Regions from separate parts of the Bactrocera dorsalis genome. Here region 2 is linked to region 1. Evidence: chromatin contacts called from public Hi-C data. All regions are on one chromosome and are shown on one strand. The core of a region is the stretch at or near the end of the contact, and the rest is flanking DNA. Distances in the headings are between cores, read along the strand shown. Region 1 holds the start of LOC105226813 (5-oxoprolinase). Region 2 overlaps LOC105226814.

The links. Hi-C and Micro-C count contacts between places; a contact is called where the count stands out from the background.
Region 2: a Hi-C map of whole body shows a contact between it and region 1, with 2.5 times the contacts expected there. The contact joins the enhancer-like site here to the promoter of LOC105226813 in region 1. A contact is called at or near these places in 2 of 2 Hi-C or Micro-C datasets (both in whole body).

What each region holds. Positions count from the first base shown.
Region 1 is chr3:6,829,475-6,836,993 of ASM2337382v1, forward strand. LOC105226813 (5-oxoprolinase) reads left to right here and starts at 3,795. Exons shown (of 8, transcript XM_011205869.4): 1 at 3,795-4,277; 2 at 4,363-4,642; 3 at 4,704-5,016; 4 at 5,176-5,938; 5 at 6,011-6,753; 6 at 6,819-7,079; 7 at 7,157-7,519. The coding sequence starts at 4,104.
Region 2 is chr3:6,875,290-6,882,808 of ASM2337382v1, forward strand. It overlaps LOC105226814, which reads right to left. Exons shown (of 14, transcript XM_019990534.3): 4 at 5,304-5,523; 5 at 4,942-5,228. Among protein-coding and RNA genes, the nearest start is that of LOC105226814, 10 kb to the right of the region's middle. Within about 2 kb of position 4,367, the one cell type or tissue checked has open chromatin away from gene starts, as enhancers often do.

The DNA.
Region 1 (7,519 bases), core at 2,545-5,044:
TATGATTTTTCTAAATTTTTTTTTTGTATGTTTTAATAATAATTCATTTTTATATTATATTTTTCACTTTTTATTTAGTTTTTTATTTTTTATTATTTTTTTTTTTTAATATTTATTTTTATTTAATTAAAAAATATTCTTTCAATGTTATTATATTATGTTGTGCAAGTAAAATGCAACCATGCGTGAGTAATAAAAAATGCATAAATAGTATATTTCTAGCGGTTGCAAATAGCTTGCTGTTTATTATAGCGGCCATACACAGGCACACTTGTGCGTTCGATCTGTGTGAATTCGTTTGCCCATACACGACACACAAATCCATTTTGCGTTCGTTCTTCACACAGTTAACATGTGCGACAGGCAAGCGGAACATTTCTTCGATTTTATTTCTAATGTAGCACTTTTATCTATTTCTTTGTATTTCGTTAATAAGTTATTCCAACTTTTATTTTTCTCAATTTTATTTTTATATTTATCACTTTTCGTTTGCCAAATTGCCAATTAATTTTTTATAAGATCAATAAATTCAGATACGAAATCTTTATTAAGGGGAGAGCCTGCTTTAGAAGATTCAAACAATCGCTTAAATCTCTTTAAAAATTATCTAACAACAAACAAAGTTATAGATTGGAACTCGAAATATTGTCGAAGCTAGAAGGGAAATAGTGTCCGAGCGTCAGACAGATTCATACAAGTATATGAGCGCTTGGGCAAAAAGCGAAAAGCGCGATCTCTCGGTTTTTTATTTTTACGATTATTTTAATTGGCGGGCAAAGTTGGAATTGGGCAAAGTTTATTATCTTTGGCATAAAATTGTCTTCTATTTAAACTAAAAAAAAACTAGGAAAAGTCAAGTTTGAACATATTTTTAAAAAAATAAAGTAAATTTTATTTGGAATTCTCTTAGTTTAAGTAGAAGATAAGTTATTAAAAAACATGAATCTCTTTGAATTTTTTTTTTCCTGATAAATGCATATGCGAGATGCATCGGGTGATTGCTTCCTAAAGGCAGAATATCAAAGATTTCGTATTCAAAAAATTTGTGAAAGATGTTCAAATATATAACTATAAAGCCTAGAAATTTCGCTTGAATCAATTATTTCTTTCCCTCCCAAAAAAATCCTCAAAAAAATCCTCTAAAGCAGTCTCTCCCCTTAACACTTGCAATTGTCCGCGATCTTCACTGCTCGGCGACACGAGAGAAATGAGATTTTGTGCGCTCACAACGCCATACACGATAAACATGCTCGCGCACCGATCGTAAAAAATCAAACATTTTCGCGAACATGGATCGGTACGCGAACAAGCCCATACACGAGTAAACCGCATGTTTACACATACCGATCGAACGCACATGTGTGCCTGTGTATGGCCGCTATTATTGTGTTTGTATTTGTATATCATCACTTTCTATTAAATTAATAACGGCACTTTTAATGCGCCATAAAATTTACTCAATTTTTATGACACTACACATGCAAACACGTGCTGCTGCATACATTTAACAACAACCACACATTACAATAAACTTAATTTATTGATTATTAAATAATATATACAAAAACATTAAAGTCAATGTAATTTACACATAAATAATAATTATTGTTAATTAACGAAGAATTGAAGCGTTAACTCATATATGTATATGTATGTATGTACATACATATATTGTTGCAAAACAGCAAGCGCTTTAAGAGTAAACCAAGAGGAAACGAATAAACAATGGAATCAAAATGTTTTTAAATGTGAAATTAAATCAGCAATTAAACAGAATTAAAGAAATAAATAATTTAATGCAAAACACGAAATTAATTAAATTAAATTAATTAATTAAGAATTGATTAAATTTATATATACACTTAACTAAATGTTAGCAGCGATACTAAATGCATTTTAAGTAAATAATTCCAAAAACAAAACAAAAAATGAATAATATACATATACAAATATATTAAAAGAAAACGATTTAAAAAGAAATAAATACAAATTAAGCATATATACTTATAAAGCAATTACGAATAATTAACTGTTGTACCACAAATATTGATTACTGCATGTTTCAATGTGAAAAGCTAACAGGTGTTGAATTTCAAAAAAAAAAAAAAACAAATATAAAATTAAAAAAAAAAACAACAACAAAGGTTTGGTTAGTAAAACGGCAATACAAAAGAAAAAACAAAAATAAAAGCAACAAATAAAACACTTGGCTGAGGTTTATCGACTAATTGTACCGCAACAACAAAAAAAGATAAGAATATATTCCAAGCAAGCAGAGCAAACGATAAGTATTAACTGATATGAAGCATATTTAAATTATGAATTAAAAATAAATTTAAAAAGCAACACACACATACATACAAAAACAATACGAAACAGTGTGTTGACGCTGAACTCGACAAACTCAAACAGCAGACGGACGCCTGCATACATATTTACATACATGCACACGGCCAACACCAACAACAACACGAAAGGCAATGCAATAAAACTTCAAACTATTTCGTGCGCCTAAAACAAAATCGAACGTGTTTTTTATTAGAAAGTGGGCGTGTGTGTGTAGAGTTGGAAGCAGGTAAGTACATTTGTACATAACTGTATTAAGTTTTGAGTATGCCATATGATAACCAGTATCAGCTGAGCATTTTTGATGTTTTTAGTTAAAAACAAGGAAAACCGTTACTGCGATTACACCGAAGCTAGAATATACTAAGTTCCCAAATCCGTTCCCACGACAGTCGGAACGTAACCGAAACGGACCCGGATTTTTTTATACAGCCAAGGACTGTCAATTCGGCAGAATTTTACCGCTACAACAACATATCACAATAAAAAAAAAAATCATACAACTAGATTTTGTTTGGTTAATTTGTATGGCATCTAGGTATGTTATATCGGACCACATCTGGACGATCGGAGATTGCACTATTGCCTTGGATAAAAACCTATGCCTAATTTGAATATTATATCTCGTCAAATGAAAGTTTTCCATACAAGCACCTGATTCCGATTGTTCAGTTTGTATGGCAGCTATATGATATAGTTGTCCAATATCGGCAATTCCGACAAATGAGCAACTTCTTGGGTCTTATGCAATTGTCAGATTGCTATCTCAGAAACTGAGGACCCAGTTCGCATGGCTAAATCGGCTCTGCTCGTCATACTCATCATTTGTGTATATTTTTCTTTTATAGGGTATCCGACGCCTTCTTCTGGGTGTAACAAAAATGTAAAACAGCTATCTGTAATAATCGGCATCATGCTGAAAACATCTCATACATACATATGTACATATGTACATATGCATGTGTATATGGTACTTTCCTCGTATTAGCACCATTACCTATGATAAGCATACATACACATATGTACACACATACATATGTATGTATATGCATACGTACGTCCCTACTCATTATACGATTGTTTAAGCATAGTTAGGTGCATATGTATGTATATTCATACGTTTATATGTAAATACATATATTGTAAGAGTAATAAAAGGCACACCTGTTGACAATGAATTGATAAAACTATCACGCGCTTAATTGAGAGCTGCGCTTATATCAAGTATGACAATAAACAAAGCTTCACACACACATCTTATGATAAGCGACGAATTTCATAAATAAACAAATTTCTAGCTAAGCTTCTAAGCTAAACTTGTTTATTCTACTCCACTCACAGTATTTCACAATCGTACAGCTGTTTACATGACTATTTATCGATAAGTATTTGAGTAGACGTCTATCGAACTGTGGCCGGTATAAATGCTGCTGTCAACGCGTGGCAACGCTCATTGCTGCTATCACCCAGCTGAATAGTTGTTATCAAAATATTATTTGTTTTGAAAAATTCTAATTGTATTATTGTGCTTTGAGTTCAGGTGTTGAAAATATCTTCATTTGATCCGTATTTGCTTTTTGTTATCGTTTGTTAATCATTTACGATTTATAAGCGTATGCATAGCTATTTTAAAACTCAGAATCCAGTTAGCATTCAAGTAGAGTGGACGCATTTGCTCCAATACATACATATACTTACATACGTTTTGAAATAATAAAATTCCACACATACTAAATTGTAAAGAACAAGTGTTAATAATGGCTGAATTGACGAATGGAAAATATTGTTTTGCAATTGATCGCGGTGGTACCTTCACCGATGTAATTTGCATCTGTCCAAATGGAAAAGTGCGTACTTTGAAGCTGTTATCAGAGGATCCCAGCCGATATAGTGATGCGCCGCGGGAGGGTATAAGACGCATACTAAAAGAGGTAGCAAGCAATTTAGCAACTTATTTCAACAAGTGGAAAACAGAAATGAATTATATTTATTTTTCTTGCATAAATCCGCCTTTAGCAAACTGGTCATGACGTAACGGCGGAGGGACTTGTGGATACTAGTCAGATCGGTTGGGTGCGTATGGGAACAACTGTCGCCACCAATGCATTGCTGGAACGAAAAGGTGATCCTGTGGCGCTTGTGGTGAATGAGGGCTTCCGCGATTTGTTATATATTGGCAATCAAGCGCGTCCAAAAATATTCGACCTCAATATACGTAAACCGTCCAATTTATATAAAACCGTAGTGGAAATTGATTGTCGTATTGTGCCAGAGCAGGCAAATCGCTGTCAATTAGGTAAAGTTTGACGTTATGCAAGCATGACTGCATTTAACTAAACTACATTCGTTTCACATAGAACACACTTGGCCGCTGCTTGAAGGCACTTCGGGCGCAAAATATTTAGAAATGCAGCCCGTCGATGTGGCGACTGTGCGTGCAGCACTACAGCAGGTGCGCGACGAGGGCATTACGAGCGTGGCGGTGGTGTTGGCTCATAGCTTTGCGTGCCCCGTACATGAACTGCAAGTTGGCGCAATAGCGGAGGAGCTTGGATTTACGCACATCACGCTCTCGCATCAAGCTATGCCAATGCGACGCTTAGTGGCGCGCGGTTACACAGCCTGCGCCGAGGCATATTTAACACCGCACGTAGAACGTTATCTTAACAGGTAATAAAATTGTGCTTGATAAGACAACTAAGACAGTTAATGACTAGACAAATGTCATATAAACACATTGTGTAAATTGTTATGCTGCATATCCTACATTATCAGAGTAGATAATTTCAAATTAGATAAGTGAAACTATTTAGCATCCACATCTTGCAGTTTCAAATCTGGCTTCGACAAAGAATTGGCTGGTGTTGATGTGCTTTTCATGCAATCGGATGGCGGTTTGGTGCGCATGGAGAACTTTCGCGGTGCGCGCGCCATTCTCTCCGGTCCCGCTGGCGGTGTAGTCGGATACGCAATGACGGGCGCACGAGAAACGAACGCGCCACTAATAGGTTTCGATATGGGCGGCACATCGACCGATGTCTCACGCTATGCTGGCAGTTATGAGCATGTGATTGAGAGCACAACGGCCGGTGTTACCATACAAGCGCCACAATTAGATATTAATACGGTGGCGGCCGGTGGCGGTTCAATGCTTTTCTTTCGTTCTGGTCTTTTCGTAGTCGGCCCTGAATCGGCTGGTGCGCATCCTGGACCAGCGTGTTATAAAAAAGGTGGTCCACTCACCGTCACAGATGCGAATCTGATATTGGGTCGTTTATTGCCGGAATATTTTCCAAAAATTTTCGGTCCCAAAGAAAATGAAGCGCTCGACTACGCAATAACCAAAGCGAAATTCGACGAAATGCGCGCGCTGATTAATGAGCACCTGAAAAGTGGCGGTGACTCGAAGCAATTGAGTGTGGAGGATGTTGCTTTGGGCTTTATACGCGTCGCCAACGAGGCTATGTGCCGTCCCATCAGGGCGCTAACACAAGCGCGTGGCCTAGACACGTCACAACATGTGTTGGCATGCTTTGGTGGCGCAGGCGGTCAACACGCTTGCTCCATCGCGCGTGAGTTGGGCATCAGCAAGGTAAATAAATATAATATTTGCGCGCTAAGCGTTATTATTTAATGAAAATTTCTTACTGCTCTCAATCAAAAGGTGCTTGTGCACAAGTACGCCGGCGTACTTTCTGCCTACGGCATGGCGTTGGCCGATGTTGTGCAGGAGACACAAGAACCTTGTGGTCTGGCGTTCTCTGCAGAAAATGCCGCGTTCTTGAAGACGCGCTTAGACGCATTGTCCGCACAGTGCGCCAGCAGTTTACAGTCACAAGGTTATAGCAAACTCGAATTGGAGCCATTCTTACATTTAAGATACGATGGCACCGATTGCGCCCTGATGTGCGCGCCAGCCACCACAAGTCGTAAAGAAGACGCATTGCTAGCGTCTTATGGTGATTTCATTGCCACATTCCTGCAACGCTATCGCACCGAGTTCGGTTTCGTGCTGCAAAATCGCGCAATTGTTGTGGATGATATACGCGTGCGCGGCTTGGGTAAGAACAATACGCCACCTGAGTTGGAAATCAAGAAAGCGGCGTTGGTGACACCAAAGCCACAAGGATTTACACGCATTTTCTTCGAGCAAGGCGCACACGAGTCACCGATCTACTTAACCGCGAGCTTGTTGGCGGGCAGTAAAATCAATGGACCAGCAATTTTGATTGATCAACTGTCCACCATACTAGTAGAACCCGATTGTGTGGCAGAGGTGACGCAGCACGGCGATCTGGTTATAAATATTTGCTCCTCTAATCGCACAGTTGTCGACTGCAAGCTCGACGCCATACAGCTGAGCATCTTCAGTCATCGCTTCATGAGCATAGCCGAGCAGATGGGCAGGTAAGCCTGTGTTAAAGTATATTTTATAGCAAACTTTTGAAATTTTTTGCTGTTAATGTTTAAAGGGTGCTACAACGCACATCGATTTCGACCAACATCAAAGAGCGCCTCGACTTTTCATGCGCGCTCTTTGGCCCCGACGGTGGCCTCGTGAGCAATGCGCCACACATACCCGTCCACTTGGGCGCCATGCAGGAGACGGTGCAATATCAGTTGCGCGTGCGCGGCGATAGCCTAAAGAACGGCGATGTTATATTGTCCAATCATCCACAAGCGGGCGGTTCGCATCTGCCCGATTTCACCGTCATCACGCCGGTATTCTATCGGTGAGTCAAAAATCATTTTATTGCAACAAAATTGTACTTATAACGTTTTCATCACACTCTCCCTTTCCACCTTTTAGCGATCAACCGAAACCAGTTTTCTTTGTCGCCTCACGTGGCCATCACGCCGACATCGGTGGCATCACACCCGGCTCTATGCCACCGCACTCCACGTCGCTGGCACAGGAGGGTGCCGCCTTTAAGTCTTTCCTGATTGTCGAAGGTGGCGTGTTCCAAGAGAAACATATCGTGGAACGTCTCACCACACCAACCGGCGCCAAGGGCGCCACCGGCACACGCAATCTACCCGATAACATTTCCGATCTGAAAGCGCAAATCGCCGCCAACCACAAAGGCATACAACTCGTGTCGGAGCTCATCGATAGCTATGGCTTGGACGTGGTACAGGCCTACATGAATTACATACAGCAAAACGCCGAAGT
Region 2 (7,519 bases), core at 3,117-5,616, 46 kb after region 1:
TATGAATAAATATATTCTGCTGCTTTGTCACAAGCAGTGCTTTATAATCTAGAATATACGCACGCAATTTTTTATATTTATATTTTTATTTACTTAGCTAATGTATTTATGTACTAACATAGCGGTATAAACCGGCAAATGTCACAAAGTCAACACCCACACACACACACACACACTTGCAAACACACAAGAGCACATGCACACCGGGGTAATTGCCGCAATTGAAAAGCGTTTACTTAAGCATTCTCGTGGTGATTAGATATCAAAGAAAGTCACTGCTGCTTACTGGTTTTAACTAATTCCTCGAAAGCGGTGTACATATGGCACAAGTTTTAAACATGCAGAGGTAGCTGGAGTGAATGTTATCTCAAGCGTGTTGGACATTTGTTGGTTCGCTTTATATACCTTTAACAAGGTGAAATTTTGTACACGACCTTTTCTGCCCAAAAGACCGCTTATTTGACGAAATTGCCGATATCGGACCATTATAGCTTATAGCGCCATATAAAGTTGGCAATCAAAATTACGTTCGGTATGGAAAACTTTTTTATTTGACAAGATTTATACACGAAATTTAATATAGATTATTCGCAAACGCAGCACTAAAATCTCCGAATATATTCTTCAGATCGGACCACTATAGCATTAAGCTGCCATACAGACTGACCAAAGAAAGTTAAGTCCTTGTAAGGAAACCTTTTTTATTTGACAATATATCTTCATGGAATTTGGCAAGGATCATAATCCAAGACAGAGCTACAATATCCGAAGAAATTTTCTGGATCGAACCAATATAAAATATAGCTGTCATACAAACTAATGGATTAAAATCACGAACTTATATGAACAATTTTTTTATTTGACTAGATATTTTTACGAAATTTGGCATGGATAATTGCCCAAGACAATGGTTCAATATCCGAAGAAATTTTCCAGAACGAACCACTATACCATATAGCTGCCATACAAACTGATCGATCTAAATAAAGTCTTTGTATGGAAACCATAATTATGTGACAAGATATGTTCACGAAATTTGTCATAGATTATTATCCAAGACAGCGCTAAAATCGTTGAAAAAAATTGTTTAGATCGAACCACTTTAGCATGTAGCTGCCATACAAACTGAACGTTAAAATTTAAGTTTTGGTAGGAAAAGCTTTTTTATTTGACAAGAAATCTTCACGAAATTCGATTTTATACGCTTTTATATTATAAACAATCTACCTGTGAAGGGTATGACGACGAAGTGCAGTCGAAAGTAATGGTTTTCTAGCTTATTATTTATTATAAAATCATAATTCACTTTCGAATATATTTTTATTGCTGGCACACAGCACATATTGATGTCATCGTGCTTGCAGGGTCAACATTTATTTTCGTCACTAAATTTAATCTGCTTTTGTGGTCTGCTAGATTACGCCGCCGCAGTTAAATTTAACCTTAAGCAAGAAAGACGCAGTAATTAATCACGCTTCCTGCTAGGGTTATCGCAGTTTAGTATGTATAAGCAATAAATGGACTGCAATAAAAAAAAAATATTTTAAAATAATTTCATACACTAAATAGCACATTTCAATTAAGCTGACTCAAACTAGTTTAGATACCAATATAATTTCACAAATTTGACCATGAAGAATACACAGTGATTGATTCTTGCGCTATAAACCCAGTAAGCACTAAGGGCTGGTACAAAAGTAATATCGAAGAAATCTAAAATTATTTTGGGATATGCCATTCTGTGTTATTTTTAATGCGCTATTGAATTGTAAAGCGTTTAAAAATACCAATAGAGAACGCTGCTAATTTTTTCGAAGTATAAGATTTTTTATACAATTTGATTTACATTTCGAATACTGGAATATTACTAAGATTTTGAGATATCGGTCTGAAATTTTGCACATGTCCATTTATCTCTAAGATGCTGCTCAAATGTTGATACTGTCGATATTCGACTACTATAGGATATAGCTGCCATACAAACTGACGGATCAAAATCAAGTCCTAGTATGGAAAACTTTTTTATTTCATAAGATATCTTCATGGAATTTGACATGAATTATTGTCAAAGGCAGTGCTACAATCTGCGAATAAATTGTTTTGATCGGACCACTATAGCATATAACTGCCATATAAACTGATCAATCAAAATCAAGTCCTTGTATGGAAAACCTTTTTATTTCATAAGATATCTTCACGGAATTTGGCATGGATAATTGCCCAAGGCAGTGCTACAATCTGCGAACAAATTGTATTGGTGGGACCACTATAGCATATAACTGCCATATAAACTGATCAATCAAAATCAAGTCCTTGTATGGAAAACCTTTTTATTTCATAAGATATCTTCACGGAATTTGGCATGGATAATTGCCCAAGACAAGGCTACAATAGCCAAAGAAATTTTCTAGATCGGGCCAATATAACGTATAGTTGCCATATAAACTGATCAAAGAAAATCAAGTCCTTGTATGAAAAACTTGTTTATTTCATAAGATATCTTCACGGAAATTGGCATAAATCATTCTCAAAGGCAGTGCTCCAATCTTCGAACATATTGTTCAAATTGGACCACTGTAACATATAGCTGTCATACAAACTGACCGGTTAAAATCAAGACTTTGTATGGAAATCTTTTTTATTTGATATGGTATCTTCACGAAGATTGGCAATGGTTATTGTCTAAGGAACGCTACAATCTCCCAATATTTTTACGCTACCCTAAATTATATTTATTTAATTTAATCTCTTTTGCCTACTCAAGCCATTATCTAGCACAATGCTTATTGGGCGAAACCAGTAAATGCTATAATAAATAATCCACACATACATATGTATGTATATACACACACATGCCATTTCATTTAATTTCCTAGGCGTATTATAAGCTCACTACTTTTTATAGCTAAATTTATTTGCAAGCTCATTACGAATACAATAAATACTATACGAGCATAGTAAAAAAAATGTGTAGGCTTATTATCTTATCAGTGACATTTGTTGACTTGAATTTGTTCACATGTTGACATATTATTCGGTGCTATTGATAATGAAATATTCTCAATAAATGTTTGCAAATACAAAAGCCGCAGTCATATAGCGTGCGTCAGGCAGACAATTGTCATTAGAATGATATTGAGGTGGTTCGGCCAAAGCCAATTCAAATCTAATAATAAAAGCAGTGTTTAATTATCGCAAAAGCAAAACTTGAGAACTTTGAAGTGAAATGCTTCACTTGAGTATTGAACACGCTCTTACTCAACTGACGTCTACCACGAAACAACACACACACACATACATACTGCAATGCGTCAAGTTAGCCAACGAACGGCCTTCAGCGCGAAAAAATCGCAATCATCGCAATAATTTTTTTTACTAAGCTTATAGACATTGTTATAGACGTAGTATAACAGCATTTTCATACATAGATTGTCACACATTTAGTATTTTTCCCATAATAGCGGAATTTTTGTAACAGCCACTACTGGCTGTCTGTCTGCTCATGTAGCGGCCTGATTACTAGCCGCATATTTATACCCTGAGCAAGGTATATTACGATTGCCAGGAAGTTTGTAACACTACTTTTACATTTGAGATCATAAAAAAATATACATATAATATATAAATGATCAGTGTGAGGAGCTGAGCCATGTTTGTCTGCCTATCTGTAGGTTTAGTTTTTGAGATATCGACTTGAAATTCGGCTTAGGCTCTTTTCTCTCTAATAAACAGCTCATTTGTCGAGATTGTGGATATCGGGCTATTTATAGCATAAATCGCCATACAAACTGAAGTATCAAAATCAAGTACTTATATGAAAACCTTTTTTTTTTGACAGGATATCTGCACGACGTTTGGCATGAAGTATTGTCTAAGACAACCCTACAATCTTCGAAGAAATTTTCCGAATCGTACCACTATTCCAAACAGCCGCCACACAAATTGATCGATGGGATTCAAGTGTTTGTATCAAAAATTGTTCGAATTCACAAGATATCCTCACAAAATTTGGTATACATTATTTTTCAAGTCAGCGCTACCATCTGCGAACATATTGCTCACATCGGACCACTATAGCATAAAGCCGCCATACAAACTGATCGATCGAAATCAAGATAAAGAGCTTTTTATACCCTTTTATGGTATAATAAATACACTGGAGTAGGGTATTATAACTTCCATGTTAAAGTTTTATTTTTTGTATTTTCTTTGCTACATGTTCTCCTGTTGTAGTCTACTTCTGTTTAATCTTTAAATCATTTTGCATTCATTAGAGCGCGACAGCGTGTACAATATATGAGTACAATGCATGCTGCTGACGCTCGCTGACTCGTTGACTTGCTGACTTCTATATGTATAGTGAATTGGTTGCTTGGCCTGATAAGGCAAAAGGTGACTGTTTTATTGCCACCGAATGATAGCCTCTGTTACATGGAGTGGGCACCTTTATTGACATTCGACGTTATCACACAAAAAATAAATATAAGTGCCTGTTAATCGCATTGATGCCGCACGTATTTTTTTAAATGCGTATCATATATTTATACATATATATTTATTGAGTATGTAGGAATATTATTTGTACTAATATGTAGTACACTTGAGTAAATATGTTTGTTTGTTTGAATATGTATGAAAAAATGCTGTTATGCACACAGTTCGTGGGCCTATTAGAGCAAATATTTTGTAGTAGGGTAAAAAATATTTTACCCACTTATTATAAGACACGTTAATAACACTCTAAGTATAAGCACTCAAACATGTATGATAAACACATTCGCACACACGCAAACACACATGCATTAATTTGTAGCACAGAAATTTGAGGACTTGCGGCGACTGGCGGAAAAATTGATAAGCACCACTCAACACACATATCGTGGTCATAAATCAAATACATGTACGATTTTTTTCGATATCTTTGTTTTGAACTTAGCTCACCTTAAATTTCACATTACTTGTCGAATCCGAGTTGGCCAACGACTTCTCGGAGGGTGTGTAACGTCCTGCACCCTCAGCGCTTGTTGCGATCACATTGTTGTTGCTGAGGTTTGCGTCACCATCTACGCTGTAAATTGCACCAGCACCGCTACCAGCGGCCGCATTATTGTCAGCGGGTCCACCCGATATACGGCCGGTAGAGGTAGCCGCCGCCATTGTAGTGTTGTTACCACCTTCAGCCAAATATAAATGCTTTTCATAGCATGAGGAACATATTTGCACCATACCTTAGGTAATTTTAAAGAAAAATTATATATATATATTTTTTTTAATTTTTTTACAAATTAAATCATACTACTCACCCTGTGGACTGATGGGACTAGCATTTTTGAAAGCTTTCATCGTTTTTATGAAAGGGTAGTAGGGTTCGCGCTCTGCATTTGGACAGCAATAAACGAGCCGCAAACGTGAGGAGGGCGTGTCACCGCCACAGGTGTAACAAACGAATGTGGTGCGTTCTGTGACGGATGTAGGTTTCTTACGTAACGTATAGGAGCGTTCATTTTCAGGTGTTTGTGTAGTCTAAAAAAATATATATATAAATATATATTTATTTATACAGTAAATCAGCGTGTAATATGTGAATAATTTTAATTTACATTATTGCTTTTAAAACAATTTCCACCTGCGTCCATATATACACATAAAATATATTTTAGATAATAAAAATAGTTTACACTTCAACAAAATTAACGAGCAAATAATAACAATTTTTATTAATTAACGAGCAAATAATAACAATTTTAATAATAAAATTAAATATTTAGCTTTTTATAACAAATACAATAATTTCTCGGCGTAAGTTTTTGTTTACTTTTTAAAACAACCTTCGTACGAATATTTAAGAAAAGAAAATGACTGTCATGGACAAATAAGCTTCGAATGAAATCACTATTATATAATAACTATAAACTTCCCACTGAAGGATGAAATTACTTTTGAGAGAGAGTAATGACTATAAACTACTCAATTTAATTTAAAAATCTATATTTTAGAATTTAATTTATTTTAGGATAATAAGCGTCAAAAGGTCCTTAAAAATAGATAATAAAAAATTTAGGCAAAAAAACGAAAACGCAGGTATGAATTTCAATTAGGATACTTTTTGAATGTCATTTATAAAGTTCAAATAATTTCGTATGGAAACAAAAGTTTTCCACACAAGAATTTCAGTTCGTATGGCAGTTACATGCTATAAGAGACCGATCTGATCACCATTTCTTCACAGATTGTGTCGTTGCCTCAGACAATAATTTATGCCAAATTTCGGCAAGATATCGTGTCGAACAAAAAAGTTTTCCATACAAGGACTTGATTTTGATCAATCAGTGGCAGCTATATGCTGTAATGGTTCGATATGGACGGTTCCGGCAGTATCTTGCTGAGAAGAAAAGGGTGTGCGCAAAATTTCAGATCGATATCTCAAAAACTGTGGGACTAGGATTGCATATAAACAGAGAGACAAACTTGGTTACTCTAAAGATTTCCAATTCCAAACTTAATATACCCTGTTTATAAATATATATAATATATTATTCAGTAACGTATTATAAAAATTAGATACGCCTGAAAAGTAACATACGTTAGAGATATGCCTGAAGGGTTTTATTTTAGCCTTCAGGGATTATTTTACCCAAAAATGTACATCCGCTACACAATTAAGTCCTTCAAATCCCTTAACAGTAATATAATGGTTTGGGGCTGTTTCCCAAGGTGTGGTGTCAGACACCTCATGGTGTGAAGCCATATTCTCATATGCAGAATGGAATTTGCTTTCAATTTGGCAATTTCAACAGGAGAGGGACCCAAAACATACTATTCGTATTTTGGGCCGGTCAATTAGGCACCAAAATCGTGTGATACCACACCGTTTGACTTTTTTCTGTGGGATTTGTAAAGTCTAAAGTCTATGTGGACAATCCGGCTTCAATTGAGGCCTTGAAGCAAAACATCACGCGTGTCATTCGCCAGTTACCAGTCGAAATGTTCGAACGAGTCAATGAAAATTGGACTCAATGTATGGACCATCTGAAACGTAGCCACGGCCAAGATTTGAAAGAGATAATCTTCAAAAAATAAATGTCGAAGAATGATCTTTCGAATGATAACAAATACTCCTTATTATATTGGGTAGTCGAAAAAGTATTTTCGTATTTTGTCAATAGATGTCGTTGCAGTCGTATATCTCCAGTGCTACCAATCACATTGTGTCATACCATATAGTGTTGGAAAGGTGAGACTTTAAGCTTCATTTAACCAAAAAAAGATTTAAATTCGGGGAAGTTGAAAAAAGTTACAGCTGTTCAAAAATGAGTGAAAATAATGAAGAAATTCGCTATATTTTTAAATTTTTGTATAAAAAGGAAAGAATGCTTCGCAAGCCACCAATGAAATTTGTGAAGTGATACTGGTACGGAGACGATGCTGTATCAGTTCGTGTAGCAAAACAATGGTTCGCTGGCTTTCGTTCCGGAAATTTCGATTTACACTAATGGAATAATGTCTCTAGCAGAAAAAT